Regions from separate parts of the Mus musculus genome. Here region 1 is linked to region 2. Evidence: chromatin contacts called from public Hi-C data. All regions are on one chromosome and are shown on one strand. Each heading gives the region's core, a stretch centred on a gene start, on an enhancer-like site or on the middle of the called end of the contact. The rest is flanking DNA. Distances are from core to core; before and after follow the strand shown. Region 1 has its middle 17 kb from the start of Olfr541. Region 2 overlaps Caly (calcyon neuron-specific vesicular protein).

Evidence for each region. Hi-C and Micro-C count contacts between places; a contact is called where the count stands out from the background.
Region 1: a contact with region 2 is called in a Hi-C map of liver, with 3 times the contacts expected there. The contact joins two enhancer-like sites. A contact is called at or near these places in 1 of 39 promoter capture datasets (liver), 1 of 15 datasets of contacts at CTCF or cohesin (large pre-B cells), 5 of 484 Hi-C or Micro-C datasets (cerebral cortex, liver and uterus) and 1 of 9 other capture datasets (embryonic tail).

The regions. Positions count from the first base shown.
Region 1 is chr7:140,719,779-140,723,370 of GRCm38.p6, reverse strand. It overlaps the pseudogene Olfr542-ps1. Among named protein-coding and RNA genes, the nearest start is that of Olfr541, 17 kb to the right of the region's middle. Within about 2 kb of position 1,995, at least 5 of the 459 cell types and tissues checked have an H3K27ac peak or open chromatin away from gene starts, as enhancers often do. A contact at or near this core is called in liver, where this site is marked.
Region 2 is chr7:140,068,204-140,071,988 of GRCm38.p6, reverse strand. It overlaps Caly (calcyon neuron-specific vesicular protein), which reads left to right. Exons shown (of 5, transcript NM_001190385.1): 4 at 292-405; 5 at 1,325-2,109. The coding sequence ends at 1,642. Among named protein-coding and RNA genes, the nearest start is that of Caly, 12 kb to the left of the region's middle. Within about 2 kb of position 1,793, at least 30 of the 459 cell types and tissues checked have an H3K27ac peak or open chromatin away from gene starts, as enhancers often do. A contact at or near this core is called in liver, where this site is marked.

The DNA.
Region 1 (3,592 bases), core at 746-3,245, 650 kb before region 2:
CTTCCTGCACCACCTCTCTTCTCTAACTCTACTTTCTGACCATACTCTCCTGCCACCTGGACTCTACTCTCTTCTCCCTCAGCCTCTGCTGGCTTTTCATGTCCTTTACTGTTCTCAGAAGTCCAAGAGGCATGACTCTAAAGGTTATAGGGCCAAACAGTTCTAACAGTGAAGCATTCCCAAAGAGCCAGTTGACTAGCCACTGGGGATCCTTTAAAGGGCCAGGAACATAAAAACAAATCACACTACATTACAGGAATTAAAGTATGTTCAGAGAGATATGTCACTATGCAGATATGTAGATTGGAGATAGGATTAGTTATATATGCTAAGAAATTAGAGTAGAATTAGGTACTACCTGAAAAATTTCAGATAGAATGAGGAGTAACCAAGGAGCCTAAGTTCAGGAGGCAAAAACAGGTCATTTTTGTTTGATGAGGAAAGGTTGGGGGCATGGTATATAGAAGATTTTGAAGAACAGAACATGACAATGTATTGAGGGAGGGAGAAGATGCCAAGAATAGGTTATTAATTACCCCCACTTGTGATGGCTAATATTGATGATTCACTTAACAGGAACCAGAATCACCAGAGACAAGATTCTTGGTAGTCAGTGAAAGATTATCTAGATTACAGTAGTTAAGGTGGGAAGACCTGCCCTAACTATGGGGCATCACTATTCCATGGTCTAGAGACCCAGACTGTATAAGAGAAGAAAGTGAACTGAGTATGAACACTCATTGCTCTCTAATGTGGATGCCATGTGTCTATGTGGCACTTCTGCCATCACGTGTTTTCTGCCATGGTGAGCCAAACCCCAAACCTTTGTTATGTTGCTCCTGTTAGTTTATCAAAGCAACGAGAAAAGTTAGCTCATCCACTAACAGCGTGAGTAATTGGGAAAGAGTGATATTGACCATTGGGACAATAAAAAGGAGTAGTGGTAACTAAGCAAAGGCTGAGAGAAGCCAAGCTCTGTGGCGGTGTTGCCCTGGAATATTAACCTAGATGGGAGAAGAGCACGTCAGGAGCCTGAGGTGGTGGTTCTGAAAATGAGACATTTATTGATGACCCACAGACCCCTGAGGCCCAACCAAAATAACACAGCAGGGCCGACAATACAGTGCCATCACCTATGACTGAAGGCTCTTTTCTTTATTATGACAGCTGCCTCTGTACTCCATGGAGCTACTCTCAGTAAGGCAAGTGTGAGAGGAGCATAAGCCTGAAGGGCAGCTTGTGCATTTCCATCTGCAGCTTAAAAAGTTGCACACGTCTCCCATGGCTTGTAGGGTCTTATTTCCCAGTGTATAGATGGGCAGGTTCAAGGTAGGGCTCAGGACTGTGTACAGCACTGAAGACACTGCTACTTTCCAGGATGTCGTTTAAAGGGGTGCTGACACAAGCACAGAGCATGGATAAGCACTGCACAGGCTACTGGGTAGTGTGAGGTTGAGTTGCAGCCACAGGACTGTAGGGTCAGCAAGAAGTTGATACCTCCATAGAAGTCTTTGGCCATGAGAATCATGACGCTGTTTGCAGCCACATTATCAGACCAGTGTGCACAGATGCATTTAGTGCTCATATGGACCACATACCCATGGCTTAGTTCCCACAGCTGTGGGCTTATCCTAAAATTACAGTGCAGGGACAGCAGATGGCCACATCGTAGTCATAGCATTGACCATGAGCAGCAGCAGCTCAGAGGATGCAGACTGGACAAGGAAGAAGAGCTGGGCCATGCACTCCTTGAAGGAGATGGTGTTTTCCTCAGACACTAGGCTAACTAGGGCCTTGGGAAGCACCGATGAGGTACAGACAATATCCATGGTGGCCAGGTTGCACAGGAAAAAAGTACATGGTTCTGTGGAGCCCAGTGCTGGACTCCAGAATGATGTTTGCTGCATTGTCTGGGAATGCTATGGCGTAGAAAGACAGGATACAGCCAAGCAGGAGCATTCACCAACTCAGCTGTTCTGAGAACCGTTGCAACATGAGCCCAGTCACTATTGTCTGGTTGGCACTCGACATTAGCACTGAACAGCTCTGGATCTATTCCTGTGTCTACAAGCCTCGGAGACAAGGTCATAGTCCAAAACTTCAATGTCCGTTTTTCATACTTTACCACCTTAAAACTTAGTCTGTTGACATAAGGGGGTGGAGTGAGCGTGTTTCTCTCTTGGCAGCTTGTCTATCCATCACCCACCCCTTCTATTTATTTTCTAAACCCAATTTCCTTCATTTATTTATTTTTTTCAGTTTCTACCTTTGAAACTTTCATTGTTTAGATTTAGGTTCTCGCCATCGTGTAGTAGAGCATTATTTATTCAGAGCCTGTCTACTCTGTGATCTGCTCCTCCCAAGTTGTACTCTGGTGATGTTGTGAAGATGAATTTGTACCCTTCACCCTCAGAGCAAACATTCTCATAACCACCGGCACCTCTTGGAAAGACATGCTGAGATGTCTCTTGTAGACTCTGTATAACCTTGTCTCCTGGGATCTCACTCACTATCCTTTCTCCGATGTGTGCCCCCCACCCCCAAATGACTGTCACATATTGGATCAGGGTCTAAGGCAGCGGAGAGTATGGTGGGTATAGATAACAAGGAGACTGTCAGAGAACAGCTCCTTTATTGAAATAGAGAGGCTATATGATAGAGCTAGACTCAGGAGAGAGAGGAGAAAGGAAAAGGGAGGAAGTATTTCAGCAGGGGCAGGGACCTTCCAAGCATAACAGCTATATTAGCAGACTGCTGGTTACATGATTTCTGAGAAGCCAGTTCTCTGGCAGGGGAAACAAAGATTGAACTGGCTTTATCATTACTTGGTCTTTGTCTTTATGGAGTTGAGCAGGCACAAGCCTGATTTGGGTAGAGATCAGCCCTACTCCCACCATGTTTTCTGAGAGCTCTCCAGGGTATGGGCAGTGCTCATCTGGTTTGGGAACCCACACTCTGGTACTTCTGTGTGCTCTCTGGTTGCTCACATCTCTCTTCATAAACTCTGATACTTCTGTATGGTCTATTCTTGCCCACATCTCTCTTCATAAACTCGGGTCTTTTATAAGCCTTACTTTCTGTGATCCATCAGTCTTCCTGGTTGATTCTATCATTACCATGATGTATCTCAAATATGTTATCTCAGGGAGCCCTCCTCTCTGTCACAGGCCCGTGAACCCCAAAGTACTCTATGGCTTTTCTGCCTTTGTGCCTGGTAACCATTCTTGACTCAACAAGCCTATGGCTCATGGCATCACCACTTCCCAGAGCCTTTTCTGTGGGTTTTATATGCACTGTTAGCAGGCAGCTCATTCCTGTCATCAGTGTGTGAGGGGGGGGATGGTGATTGTTCTTCAGAGCATGGCTCAACTTTTCTGATAATCTTATTGTTTACCTTTACCAATAATAATAGTCTTTCCAGGAAATACCTGTGCGATGACCTGAGATCATCCACTGGCCTTTTCTCCATGAACACACACACACACACACACACACACACACACACACACACACACACACACACACCATTCTACCCCTACCAATCCTTCGTGTGACAATCCTTTGTGGTGCTATTTATCTGAAAATGCTCTCC
Region 2 (3,785 bases), core at 544-3,043:
AGGGCAAACCTGTTCCTATAGCACCTTCTGGGTCAACTGACTGCATGCAACTTCACTGGCCAAATGCAGTTTACCTGGTCAGGGATGTTTCCAGAATGCCAGCAAGGGTAGGCCTGCAAAGAACAGTTTCTAGACCTTTGGTCCTGGAGCTGACCTCAAGGAAGGATGTAAGGAGACAAGACGTAAGGGCTGTGGTACTATGCCTACACCCAGTCCTGAGGGGTCATCCCCTCAGAGAGGCTGGCCCCAACCCATCTCACCTGCACCATGTTGCTTCTTTTCCTCTGCCAGCTGCCCACCGCAAGGATGATCGCTTTTGCTATGGCACTTCTGGGCTGTGTGCTGATCATGTACAAGGCCATCTGGTATGACCAGTTTACCTGCCCAGATGGCTTCCTACTTCGGGTAAGCCTGAGGGGTCAAAGACCTGGGCAAGGACAGTAGAGACCGCCGTGGTCCTGCTATGGTTTTCAGGCAATGCCAGGATGTGGAGGGCTTTCTGCAACAGCATCAAGGAAAGATGCCTCTCCCATACTTGCTTTCCCTTCTGAATGACAAGGCCGTCCCTGTGTGGTTCCATTTTCTTACTTCCCAGAACATAAGGAGATCCTATCTTTTGAGATTTTTGTGAGAAAATGTTGTTTTAGGGCTAGAGAAGTGGCAGAGTAGGGGAAAGCGCATGCTGTGTGTGCATAAATAAGAACCCGGGTTCAAGTTCCCAGGACCCATGTAAAAAGCCAGATGTGGCTGCTGTAACCCCAACACCGAGAGGCAGGACAGTTCCAAGCTTGCTCCAGCTTCAGTGAGAGACCGTGTCTCAAGGAGACCTCCTCTAGCCAACTCAAGCACAGTTATAGACACACAAAGTAAGCATCTTAAGTTATTTATTTATCTTATGTATATGAGTACACTGTAGCTGTCTTTAGACATGCCAGAAGAGGGCATCAGGCCCCATTACAGATGGTTGTGAGCCACCATGTGGTTGCTGGGAATTGAACTCAGAACCTCTGGAAGAGCAGTCAGTATTCTTCTCTCCGTCTCTGCAGCCCCCACACAAAGTAAAATTTAAGAGAAGAGTGAGAGAGAAGGTGTTTTATCTAAACTGAAGGCAGGAGGTGCTAGTGGAACTGGAGCCCTCCAGCTTCCTGGGAGGAGCCAGTGATCCTTGGGCAATAATCCTCTGGCCCGAAGCCAAAGCCCCCTTTGTGAGTTTTTTGTTGTTGTTGTTTGTTTGTTTTTTTAACTGGGACCCTTCCTCCTCCTCCTCTTCTTTCACTCGGATCCCCGGCCCCCCACGCTGGTCCGGAATATGCATCCGCTGCAGCACAAGATCTGCACCCCACTGACCCTGGAGATGTACTACACCGAGATGGACCCCGAACGCCACCGCAGCATCCTGGCAGCCATCGGGGCCTACCCACTGAGCCGCAAACACGGCACTGAGATGCCCGCTGTCTGGGGAAACAACTACCGGACCGCCAAGGAGGAGCATAAGGGCACTACCCCTGCGGCGATGGCTGTGTCCACTGCAGCTGCAGCTGCAGCGGCAGAGGGCACCGAGCCGTCAGGGAAGTCTTTGGACACGAGAGAGAAAGAAGACCCGCAGAAGGCGGAGGGCGTGCCATCCCAGCCCCCCAAGTGACTGTCTGCCCCGTCCCCGCTCCGCCCGTGACTGGGGTAAGTGTGCTCGGCCTAAACAGGGGCTGACTGGCTCGCAGGGTCACAGGCTTGCCCAGCCTTGCCTTGCCCTGTCTTGCCCTGCCCTTTCTCCCGCCCTTTCCTGTCCCCACGAACCTCCCTCCGTCCCCACCTCCTTCACTTCCGGTCAGGCCCAGAAACCTACCCAGATGTCCACCCTCTCTCAACGCTACCTCCGAGTCTGCGCACGCGGCTTGCCTTCCTGCCCAGGACACCAGCCTTCTACCCCTTTCACCTTGACTCTTGTATCTTCACAGCATCCCTCACCAGCTACTTTGACATGCACACTGCCTGACGCTTCTCCACCCAGTGATTGTGCTCCTGTCCCAAAGCACCCCGCTCAAGTCTCCCACCCCTGGTGGACCTCTGACTCTGTTGCTTTTCTTTAAGTAAAGATTCACATCTATCTGGGTCGTGGTTTCTCTTTTGGTGGCAAACTTTTGTGAACACTTTCATTAACGCCTGGACCTAGGAGGACACCTTAGTGCCTGCTTCTAAGATAGAGGAATAGACCCAGCCCTTCTCCACTTCAGCCAAGCCTAGGGGCCACTGGCCACAATAGAATAAGCCACTCAGGGGAATTTTAGTGGCCCCTGACTGTCCCAGGTGTATACTCTGCTGTATTCAGAGGTTCTGGATCCTCTCCATGCAATAGGGCTGCTCTGTTCCTCTGAGAGGCGCTCCTGGTTTTTAGCAGCACCCACCATGAGTTCTTTCCCTTGGGTAAGTCACTCATAGTAGAAATGACTTAATGAAGAAGGAAGTGAATACTGATCCTGAGTTGGGGGGTGAAACCTTGCAGAGACACTGTCTGTGGTTGGCCTTCTGTAAATTGGAGGGCCCCCTCCTCAGTTCCTTCCCTACCTATTTCCCTTCAGGAGTTAGACAGGAGGTAAGTTGTCTAAAGGTCCCAGGGGAGCTTTCCAGAGTCCCCTTCTTTCCCCACCACAAGTAGCCCTAGGTTCTGCCTGACTCCAACTCTGTCACTCACTCTGGTACCTCTTTTCTGATCACTTCTGTCTTGGGCCTTGATGCCTTGGCTAATGAGGGGTGAGCTCAGACCTGGGGATCGATGGATGATGAGGATCATGACAGAACTCGGTTGCCCAGGGGCCAGAGAAGCTCTAAGAAGGAGGTCCGGTGCTATCTGCATGAGGCATAAAGGCTTCTTAGCATTAAGAGTGGTATGCCCCTGCATCAGGTATGAGGGTCCCTGGAATGAGGGTCCTTGAAGCTAGGTGGGTAAGGATCCAGCAGTGACAAACAGAAACAAACACAGAGGCAGTTTGAATCTGAGTGTATTCTGCAGCTCTCAAGCAGGGGGCTTTATACATTAAAAAACCAAACATTAGATCTCTTAGAAACTATATCCAGTAAAACCATCACAAATACCAACAAAAATCATTTGGCACAGTGAAGCACAAAAATCATCCAAGCATTACAACTCTGAAACCATGTATTCAGTGAACCACAAACAGAACAGGTAACATCATTATAAACCATCAAACTATAACAATTCTAAAAGGGTGTATTCAGTGGGGGCAGTCTTTCAGGGCTAGTGGCATGTTTCCAGGAGCAGGTTAATAAATCTTTAACGGTGGTCAGTGCTCTTAACCACTGAACTAACTTTCCAGCCCCATGATCAATTAGTACTTAACGTCTAGTGCCTGATTTTTTATAATCTTCAATGTATAAATTTAAACTATTTTAATTCTTTCTAATTAAGGCTTTCTTTACCATATACAGAAATCCACCTCCAATGACACACGTGTAGCCATATGTAATTTTATTGTTGGGAAAGTTTTTTTATCATAATAGTTTTGTAAATGATTTAGAAAGTAAAGCGCTGGTTTCCCTGGGGATAAGGTCATGTTAGTGACCCCATCTCTAGGGATGGTTTCTTGCCCATTATTCTCGCTTAAGATCTTGGCCTAGGCTACCAGGTACATGTAAATAAGAAAAGGAATAAGAGAAAACAAAACAAATAGATTGCCATGAGAACTATGGCTCAATATTTTTTTCCTCCGGCGAAAGTTTCACAACCGGTTCCAGGAGGCCTCCCCATTTTGAGGTCAATCACCTTATTC